Linked DNA regions of Mus musculus: region 2 is linked to region 1. A link is a contact called in public promoter capture Hi-C data. All regions are on one chromosome and are shown on one strand. Each heading gives the region's core, a stretch centred on a gene start, on an enhancer-like site or on the middle of the called end of the contact. The rest is flanking DNA. Distances are from core to core; before and after follow the strand shown. Region 1 holds the start of E130309D02Rik (RIKEN cDNA E130309D02 gene). Region 2 overlaps Rnf216 (ring finger protein 216).

Region 1 (4,994 bases), core at 1,086-3,585:
TAAGACGCAAACTGGGAGGATGGTGGGGGATGGTTGGTGGGGGATGGTGGAGGATGGTGGGGGATGGTGGGGGATGGTGGGGGATGGTGGAGGATTCAGCCAGTTAAGCTCTTGCCTTGCAAGCCCGACAACCTGAGAGAAAGCTCTGTAACAGCATAAGGACAAAAGAAGTAGGGGGCTAGACAGGCAGCTCAGTAGTTAGGGGCACTGGCTGCTCTCCCAGAGGACCCAAATTCGATTCCTAGCACCCACATGGTGGCTCACAACCATTTGTAACTCTAGTTGCAGGGATCGAAAGCCCGCTCCGCTTCCAGCCTCCACAGTGTGAGCAGCAGCATACAGGTGGTACACAGACACAACATCCCCACGCAAAACAGTTCCACATTAACAAATAATTTTACAAATTTAAGATGAAAAGGAGCCAAGGAAGCCAGGTGGCGGTGGCGCATACCTTTAATCCCAGCACTCGGGAGGCAGAGGCAGGCGGATTACTGAGTTCAAGGCCAGCCTGGTCTACACAGTGAGTTACAGGACAGCCAGTGCTACACAGAGAAACCCTGTCTCAAAAAAAGGTGACAGTAGTGACCCGACTTCACACAGCTGTCCTCAGGCCTCTCCAGATGTGCTGTGGCACAGGCAACCACACACACATCACACATGCACAGTAATACTAAAAGTAAGCTGGGTGTGATGGCATACACCTTTAATAGCAAATGCTAGGGAGGCAGAGACACCTGGTCTGGGTTGAGTTCAAGGCCAGCCTGGTCTACATTTTGAGATCCAGGACAGCCCAGGCTACATAATCAGAACCTGTTTCAAAATGAAACAAATCCTAATTTTACTACTTTGTGTACAAGAAGGCTACAATTCCAGAGCCAGACACGTGGACCCTATAATCCTCAAGAGACTCAGGTAGAAGGGTCATGAGGGTTGAATTCAGCTTGGGCTACATACCAAATTCTTTTTTCAAAAAAAAAAAGTCAATCAAAGAAACAAAAAAAATGTTTGCTCCATAAAAAAAACGGGACTGGGTGTAGCACCCAGGCAGGGATGATCGATGACATCACGCACGTGTAAAAGACCTCTACGAACATCCAAACTCTTGTTATCCTGTCTACGGAGACTGTGGGAGACGCTATTTCGAGAGCAGTACCTGGAGCCAGGAGGCCGCACATTCCAACACGGGGATCCGACACACGGCCACGGCCATGGAGACCAGCTTTCCCAACAAGCTCATTCGGCTGTCGTCGGCTTTGTTCCCTTGGGGGCTGAAAAGGGAGGAGAAAATGATCTGCCGCACAGAGTCCTTGCTTTGCTCCTGGAAGTAACTGCACATGATTTCAAGAAGCTGGAGCTCCTGGAGGGAATTCAGTCTCTGTAAAAACAAACCCGGAAGAGAAGCTGTGAGAAGAGGGCCTCCACCTGCCCCTTAGCTCCCACCCTAAGAGATTAGGGAAGTGGATGCTTAGAATCCCAGCGCACACGAGGCTGAGTCTAGCCGATAATGAGTTTCAGGCTGGCCCGAGATACATGGTACACAGAAAGACAGTGTTTGAAAAAGGAAAACAGATCTATTCTTTTTCCCAGGGTGTATTTTTTTCACCCTTCAGAAGCCTAAGCCCGGGGGGGCTTAACTCTATGAATAAGCAAAGGAAAAAACCCTGCATCTAGTTAAGCGACATCCCAGAGGGATGTTAAGTAGCCAGTTCACAAAGCCACCACCCCGGATCATTCATTGGTGGGCGACTGTCACACGCCTGCGAAACGGGCACGCGGCTGAGCAACGCCGCTGGACTGCAAGGCCGGGGGAGCGGAAAGAGGAGCGAGACCTCGGGGCGAGCTCCTGTCACCGAGCGAGGGCACGGCCGGGGCGGGCACCTTGGGCTGCGCGCCGCGCTCCTTGGGCACTTGGAACACGAACTCCTCCAGCAGCTCCACGGAGCCCTTGTCCACGATGGGCAACGGCGCGCTCTGCAGCTGGCTGCTGAAGTAGATGTCCAGGTGGTACAGCACCTCCTTGGCGGCGCTCAGCGCGTCGCGCCGCAGCAGCGAGTGGCGGATGTCGCTCATGGTGCGGCCGCCCTGTCCCCGCCGCGAGTCCTACTTCCGCCCGGAGACAAAGAGGCGCGACCGGCCTGGGCCCCGACGCGGGCAGGGTCGCGGCGCCCGCCCGCCTCTAACAGGCGCCAACCCGCTCAGGGGACCATCGTCGCCGCTGCCGCCGCCGCCACGGGCCAGCGAGTATCCTGGGGTCCGACTGCGGCGCCGCCCAGAGCCGCGGGAGCCGACGCCGCTCGGCCGAACCGGCGGCTGAATGGCGACGGCGGCCCGCAGGGGCCAAGCTCGGGCTGCGGCCGCGCGCTCTCGTGGGCGCCCCCTGGCGGTGAAGCCCGCACGGGCAAGCACGAGGCCCCGCCCCGCCGTCTTCGCAAGAGTTTCTCCGGCTTCAGAGGTGTTTGATTATCAGACACTCGGAGGTGTTCTGAGCCGGCACCACGCACCCAAGCCTTCTCATGCTCCCCTCCAACCAGGACGTGCTCTGATCGCCCCCGGGAGTGGGGCGACTACTAGGACAAATGATGCTTGTAAGCACCCCCACGCCCTGATCCTTCTGTTCCAGGGTCAGTGTTTCCAAATTCTCTCCTGACTCCTGGACCCTCTTAACTGCTATGCTCTAGCCCAGCCCAGGAGGACTATGGGAATCTTAGTACAAGGTTTAGCCCACGTGCTCCCTGTTCCTGAAAACCCTCCCACCCTACAACACTCCCACTCCCCAGCTCAAGATTTCTATACAATCTATGGGCGATGGTTTATTTACAATTTATACTAAACTAGCTGTTAATGAAGACTGGAGATTTTTTTTTTTCTTTTGGTTTTTCGAGTCAGGGGTACTCAGTGTAACCCTGGCTGTCCTGTAACTCACTGTGTAGACCAGGCTGGTCTCAAACTCAGAGATCCACGTTCCTCTGCCTCCTGAGTACTGTGATCAAAGGTGTGCACCACCACCGCCCATCGGGGAGTAGAGATTTTAAACAGAATGGAAAAGTCTTGCGTGTGGCTCACAAATACAATGACTAAGAGGCCTATGGCTGAGAGGATTTAGTTAAGATGATAAAGGGCCCCTGCCTGGGAAAGAACAGACCAGGGAGAGAGTGCAGCTGGGCACAGCCCAGAGACTCTCTTGTACATCAGGGAACAGACTTTATGGTCCTAGTTCAGGCGCCCAAGGGTGCAGTGAAAGAGGCAAAGGCCTCCTTGTCACCCAGAGCCTTGGACATCTCTTGACCCTTCTCACACTAGGACCTCAGAAGTTACTGGATCTAGCAGAATATAGGCAGGAGGGAAATCTGCCCTGGGAGACACGAGAACTCAGCAAGCCTAGCTTCCCATCTCTTTTTCCCCACTAAAGCCCACTCACGCCCACACAGCAGAAACCAACACAGACAATGATGAGAAAACAAATATCCATGTGTACAAATAGGTGTGCACTGTATTTAAAAGGCAGGGCACTTCCGCTCTATTTCTCCTTTTTCTTGTAACTGGGGGTAGCAGGTAGAAAGATCTCTCGAAGGTTGCTCCTAAACCCGTGGGAGTGAATGTTCTGGTGGATCCGGGGCTCAGCTGATGGGGACCAAGCCACCAGAGGCCAGCGCTGGCACCAGGCCCAGTCGCCTTTATACCATTCATTTGTGGTCTGGTTGGTGGCAGCCAGGTACAGAGCAAAGCACAAGTAGCCAGCCAGGAGCATGCTCAAAACGATGACAAAGCCCAGTAGGAAGACAATCCTTGGAAATGCCAGGAACAGATGCTGTGGGCAGAAAACCAGAGTGTTAGCAAATAGCCTTCAATGCCTGAGCACCAGCCCTGACCCTGTGGTGCAGACTCATCACTCAGCTGACCTTCTGCATCAGATCTGACCCACCAGGCAGTATATACAGCTGAAAAATGTGCCAATGCCCCAGCATTCATGAGGCCCCACACTCAAAATTCCCTATTTCTCTTTCTCTGTCTCTGTCTGTCTCCCTGTCTGTCTGTCACATGCATGTATTGCACAAGTGCAAGCACACAGATACACACACATATGCACTTCAGTTGCCTCAAATCTGACCCTTGGAACATAGATCTGAGTCACAGTCAACACAGACACAGGCAGGCAGCCCAGGCATGAGCCTAGTGTGTGTGACAGCTTGTTGCAGGATAACTTTCACACAGGCAGAAAGGTCACTCAAGACACAGACAGTACTTTGCCAGTCTGCTGTTTACAGACAAATATGTGGAGACAGCTCGTGCATTAAACTAAAATCCTGCGAGGACTGTCTCTTTAAAGCCACCGAGCACAGGAACAGCAGGCCAGGAGTGCTGACAGCAGTACCCGCCCCTCCAGCATCTCTGCGCATGAGCGATGGTGCAGGCTGGTGAGCATAACGCTCACAAGGCTGAAATGGTTGGCAAGTTTGAGGCCAGCCCAAGTCAGAGTAAGGCCTTGACTCAAGACATCAAAACAAAACAATAACAAACGAAATGGCTGTGCATGAGGAAGAATGAGACTCTGGGTCAGTCACAGTACAGCACACCAAGAAGCAATTAACGTCAACTCAGACTGTGGATTGGTGCGCAGTGAGAACGGAAAGGCTCAGGGCTCTCCCTGGTATGTTGTGTGACTATGGCACGAGGATGGTGAGGGTCTAAGGCCAGGCCACATCTGGGAACTGGCACAGGAGGGGCGGGGCAGAGGTCTCACACTGCGTGTTCCTTTTTAAACCTTTAGGGCAAAAGTTCTCTGTGGGTGTTCACGCAATGTGTGTCTGCATCAGAGCGTGGGGTCAGGCATCTGTCCGTGCTTTTCTACCTTGCTTGAAGCTAGCTTGCTGCTGCAATGCCAGGCTAGCCTGGCCTGTGAGCTTCTGGGATTTTCTGTCTCCACCTCTCAGCCTCTCCATTCCAGATGTGTGCCCCCACCTCTCAGCCTCTCCATCCCAGATGTGTGCTACCAC
Region 2 (4,994 bases), core at 1,142-3,641, 250 kb before region 1:
AGACATGCCTGTGTAATTGTCAAATATCATTCCAGGGGGCTAGTGAGATGGCTCAGCGGTTAAGAGCACTGACTGCTCTTCCAAAGGTCCTGAGTTCAAATCCCAGCAACCACATGGTGGCTCACAACCAGCCGTAACAAAAATCTGATGCCCTCTTCTGGAGTGTCTGAAGACAGCTACAATGTACACACATATAATCAATCATTTCAATCAATGAATCCATCTTTAAAAAAAAAATCATTCCAGGGTCAAGAAACCCATGAAGAACAGATGTATGGTGCTGTTCTGACAGAAATTTTTAAGACTAATTTTTACTGTATGCATATAAGTATCTTGCCTGCAATATATGCATGTGTACTGTGTGTGTGCTTGGTGCCTATGGAGGCCAGAAGGCAGCACTAGATCACTAAGATTGGAATTAAGGGCAGTTCAAAACTGTATCAGGAACTGAAGCCAGGCCCTCTGCAAGATCAGCAAGTGCTGTTAACTACTGAGCTGCTTTTCTAACCCCTGCTACAGGAAATGTAAAAGTGGAATTTGACAGAAATATTTGAGCAAAACCAGTGCAACTCTGAAGCCCTTTGCTAGTGTGGGACTTGCACTAACTGTTGCTGTCTGATGGAAGGACAGCTTCCAGTTATGGCCTTGGGATGCCCTGGGGCTTTCCTTCGGGTTTCTAGCTCTACTACTGTACATCACCTGGTGTCAAGCTTCAGTGTCCACTTAGCACAGTCTCTCTGTAGTGACCAGTGGTGAGTCAAGGGCTCTGTTCCATCCCTAATGGACACACAGAAAGCTCAGCAACACCACAGCACCGGAGACCTGAAGCTCTTCACTACGACCTCTCTGGAAACTGCAGGAAGAACAGACCACATTCATAACAAGGACTTCTTATTCTAACTCCTCCCTTTCTGACTCCAATAATGGAGTATGGACTTTATTCCAGTAAGTGAGCCCTCACCTACAGGCTTCAGAATCTTTTGTCACCAAGACTTTTGGCTCTTGTCACTGTAACTTCCTGATTTAAAGGTCCTCCCTGACAGAAGGAGCATGAAGGCCAAGCTTCATCATCTCTGGATAATGTGAAGGCTTGGTTTAGTCCAGGAGTCAGCAGACTAGCTAGGTTCCCCAATTAGTACGTGGCCAGTAAGTGGCAATGGCCTGGTGCCACAGCTGGAGAGTTGTCTTGGCAATGACAGCTGGATAATTTACATTCTCTTCACATAGCCACTCAGCTACAGCAGGCAGCTGCAGATTGCTGGTTTTGTTTTTTGTTTTTTTTTAAACAACAAACTGGTTTACTGCAGACGTAAATTTTGGTAATATTTCACAGACTCTGAGTTATGAGCATTGAAGGCTACAGAGGCTGTCACAGGACCTGACAACTGTAAGAAAGACAAGCATGGAAGAGGGTATGTAGGTGGAAACTGACGAATAAGCCAAACTCAAGTGATCCTGGGCAGAGATGGGTGACTGATTACACAACCGATAGACATTCAGTGTCCACAGAAAGAATCCAAACAAGATTTTCTTCATGTTATTTTCATACAACTCTTTACACTGGCCATCTTTCCTTCCTTAGTACTTGCTTACTGTGCACTGGTAAATCTATACCTCATTACTAGAATTTTTCTAATTTTCCACATTGAAAAAGCTCTATGTGTACTGTGGAATAAGAAGCAGACTTGTATATTTAAGAGGGTAGAAAGATTCAACAGGGAAATGTTTGAACCTACGGAAAAAGTATTCCATAGAATATTGGAAACCATCTCAGAACCTGCCAAAATATACCTTCTTCCACTCCATATCAAACATACTTAACCACTGTTAAAAGCAACATGCTGAGTCAAGTTGATGAATTCTTTATGTCAGAGTGTACCAGAGAAATGAAGGTCTGGATACACACTCCATCACATCCATGAGAGCCTGCCTATTTTATAGGACAGTCTTAAGTCTCAGTCTTCAGGGATTCTGGGCACCAAGTCTTTCCCAGATAATGCACCACTATCAAAGCCTTATCTCAGAGTGACAGGTTCCTGAAACTCTAACTTGAGTGTAGCTTCCTGGCAAACACTGCAGTGAGAAAGCAGATGCCTTTGGTCTTACATAGGACAAAATTAGCTCATGGCTCACTTTTTATACAAAATCCTCCAGGATTAACTGTCAGTTCCACCATCTTGTTGAAGAGAAAGGGCGCCACACTGGGGCAAGTACAAAGGAAAAGGCAGATGTCCTCACAGCACAACCATCTCTGCCATTAAATCTGAATGCACACAGTAGTTTGCTTTAGCACTAACCTCAAAGAATTTTGTCCATTCTGCTTACAAGACAGTTGTGCTGACACATCTACTTTGGAAATACCCAAGGGGGAGAGGGCACTTTTCTTGTGGAATGCTAGTGCCATCTAGTGGCAGCTTATTCCATAGTTCACACAAAACAGCTTCGTACAGATGCCTCTCTGCATTGTATTATAGGTTTGGTTTTTATCTTATCTCCCACAGACACTTTCCTCCAAGAGCAGAAAAAGAACCTAGAGCATGAGTGCCTTTATCTATAGGTAAAGGTTAAATTTTGAAACAGATGGTCCTGGAAGCTATAATATCCTGTGCTACATCTCTTCACTGTGGATACTGTAAATAAGATGAATGAGCAAATGGAAGCTCTGAGAACCACCCAACATTTGCACAGTAACCATCTCCCTACTGCATCAAACTCCAGACTCCACGATCCTTCTCCAGCCTCAGTCTCTTTAGAATGGGTGACTTAGTCACTTCGCAAGTGTGCACTGAGAACTGTACTGGAAGGCACCAGGCAAACACACAGTTGGCACTTGTTTTTTTTCCTGCTGAAACCCTCCATATTCCCATTAAATCATTGATGCAGTGGATGGAAGCAGTGGATGGAAGCAAAGGACTCTCCTGCACCTTGCCTTATTCACATTCCGTTTCCAACTACATGGCCTGACCCGGCCTCACTCTAAGCCCGCTCCTCTTCTCTAGATGTCCAGCCAGCTCTGACCCTTGGGGTCTGAAGCTGCTGCTGAGACAAACCTGAAGCTTAGTAGCAACAGAGCCATTTCTCCATCATGGCGTGTGTCCATCTTAGCAGGAGAACACAAAGTGAACTAAATGCCCTGTCCTTTGCAAAAGCTGAGAACACATGATGTGCAGTGCATTATGAACTGCTAGCTATAAGCAGTTATAAAGTTGTATAAACAGATAAAGAACTTTTCATCTGGCCTGATTCAAAGTGCTCACTGCCTAGTAACTCCTATTTTCCCTAGGCCTAGACCTGGCAATTGCTGTTCAGTTCTTGCTACTTGCATCTGGTTACTTAAGAAATTGCACATGAGGTCTCTGGCCGCCACGTCCCTGCATCTGCAATGGATGGTCATTCGGAACTGCTCCAGTTTCTTGATTAAGAGGTATAAGCAGACGTACAGCACAGAGCCAAATAAACTGAAACTCCTTCCCCTACAACGGGCTAATTCACTGCAAGACTGTCGGAGTGGAGCCAGCGGCTGATGGCAAAGGGGTCCTGGTAGTTATGAAATGCAGATTCAGTCAGGGAAAACCTGCCACTTCTTACACGTTGTGAATCCATTAGTACTTTTGAAGAGTTTTTACGTTTTTTGCCTTTCAAATTCTATATTAATTGACTTATGTATAACTACCTTATTACAGAATTCTATATGTCCATACAGATTTTCCCTAACTTACAGGTGTGTATGTGCTGTATTTGAGTACAGGACAGGGAAAAGAGCAAGCAAAATATACGACACAGCAGAAGAAGACACATTTTCACAGCACCTGTCTTTATAAAATGACATAGACGAGAAATCCTGAACTTTGCAATTGGATTTCCACAAGTAATTTCATCTCTGTAACTATGCCAACTGCCATCACCAACCTTCTCTTGCTTCATGAATGGAAGAGGCAAACTATTCTCATGCATCAGCCTACACAGGCCACCTGCATAGTGCAAGCCAAACTCAAGCAAGGTGCTAGAAACACAAACCACTGTCCTCCGTACCTTTCGGCAGCGTGGGTTGGGGCAGCTGAACCTCTTCACATCGCTGTCCAACAGAGCAGGGAAGCTGCAGGAGGGGCACCTGGAGCAACAGGAAAGCGGCATCACTCAAGATGTTTAAAGGTGGGTCTCCTGGGATTGTGCTACCAAGATGGAGGATTAAGCATGGCAGACAGTGCTTTGTATTCCTTAATTATCACTACAGCCTAGACTGAGCTGCCTCCTACACTGCACTTACAGGGACAACACAGGCACCATGCCAACGTCCAAACTTACTGTCAACCACATACCTCAAGCTCTCAAGGATTCCTTGTAACCATTACTCTTCCTCCCTCCCAGGGTGCAGTGACTCAGCTACAGGCTAGAATACTAGGTAACAAATAAGGTGTAGGCAGAGCCATCGATAGATGCTTTCATTATAAGCTTAACTGATTGTTGCAATAGCAAGAAGGGCCAGAAAATCCAGACAGAATCTTCTTGCCTGGTAAAAGCAGACTTTACCTTGGGGAATGAGTAGATTGTCAGCACTCACCGGACAAGCTCATCAGCATAGGCTGCAGCGACTTCTTCCTCAGCTTTCCGTTCATAGTATTTGTACAGAATGGTCTGGGGGAGCACCTTCTCCAGCTCACTGGTTGGGAAGGAGCACGTGCAGCTGCCTTCCATGCAGCTGAGTTCTGACTAGAATAAAGCAATCAGGCAAAGGAAAAAGTTAGCCAGGGCTCAGAATAACGAAGAGTAAAGGGTCCAAATGCATCTTTCAAGGGGAGGGACAAGAGCACAACCATGAAGGTAGCAAAGCCCTTCTCCTCCGATGAGGAAGTCATAAGTAAGAGCATAATGGCTTTCCTTCTGTGATCCTACCAGAGGACCTCCAGCAGCCCAAGCGATTATCTATGAAGAAGGAACACCAGTGGTAGGTGATACAGATCAGTGAGCTGGGAGAGGCTGGCTTCAGTGTCTGA

What was found. Promoter capture Hi-C pulls out the DNA fragments that hold promoters and counts their contacts.
Region 2: a contact with region 1 is called in a promoter capture Hi-C map of trophoblast stem cells, with 2.5 times the contacts expected there. The contact joins the enhancer-like site here to the promoter of E130309D02Rik in region 1. A contact is called at or near these places in 15 of 39 promoter capture datasets (the 3T3-L1 cell line, 3T3-L1-derived adipocytes, the HPC-7 cell line and 10 more), 3 of 484 Hi-C or Micro-C datasets (the G1E-ER4 cell line, cortical neurons and embryonic stem cells), 3 of 115 datasets of contacts at active chromatin or transcription factors (bone marrow-derived macrophages, extraembryonic endoderm stem cells and vascular smooth muscle cells) and 2 of 9 other capture datasets (adipose tissue and pancreatic islet).

The regions. Positions count from the first base shown.
Region 1 is chr5:143,313,025-143,318,018 of GRCm38.p6, forward strand. It overlaps E130309D02Rik (RIKEN cDNA E130309D02 gene), which reads right to left and starts at 2,336. Exons shown (of 6, transcript NM_172726.4): 1 at 1,879-2,336; 2 at 1,154-1,375. The coding sequence starts at 2,070. It overlaps Zdhhc4 (zinc finger, DHHC domain containing 4), which reads right to left. Exons shown (of 8, transcript NM_028379.5): 8 at 3,465-3,808. The coding sequence ends at 3,518.
Region 2 is chr5:143,064,285-143,069,278 of GRCm38.p6, forward strand. Rnf216 (ring finger protein 216) reads right to left here. Exons shown (of 17, transcript NM_080561.4): 12 at 4,562-4,710; 13 at 4,033-4,111. Gm43380 (a long non-coding RNA gene) reads left to right here. Exons shown (of 3, transcript XR_003955828.1): 3 at 2,502-4,038. Among named protein-coding and RNA genes, the nearest start is that of Gm43380, 28 kb to the left of the region's middle. Within about 2 kb of position 2,392, at least 46 of the 459 cell types and tissues checked have an H3K27ac peak or open chromatin away from gene starts, as enhancers often do. A contact at or near this core is called in the G1E-ER4 cell line, adipose tissue and bone marrow-derived macrophages, where this site is marked.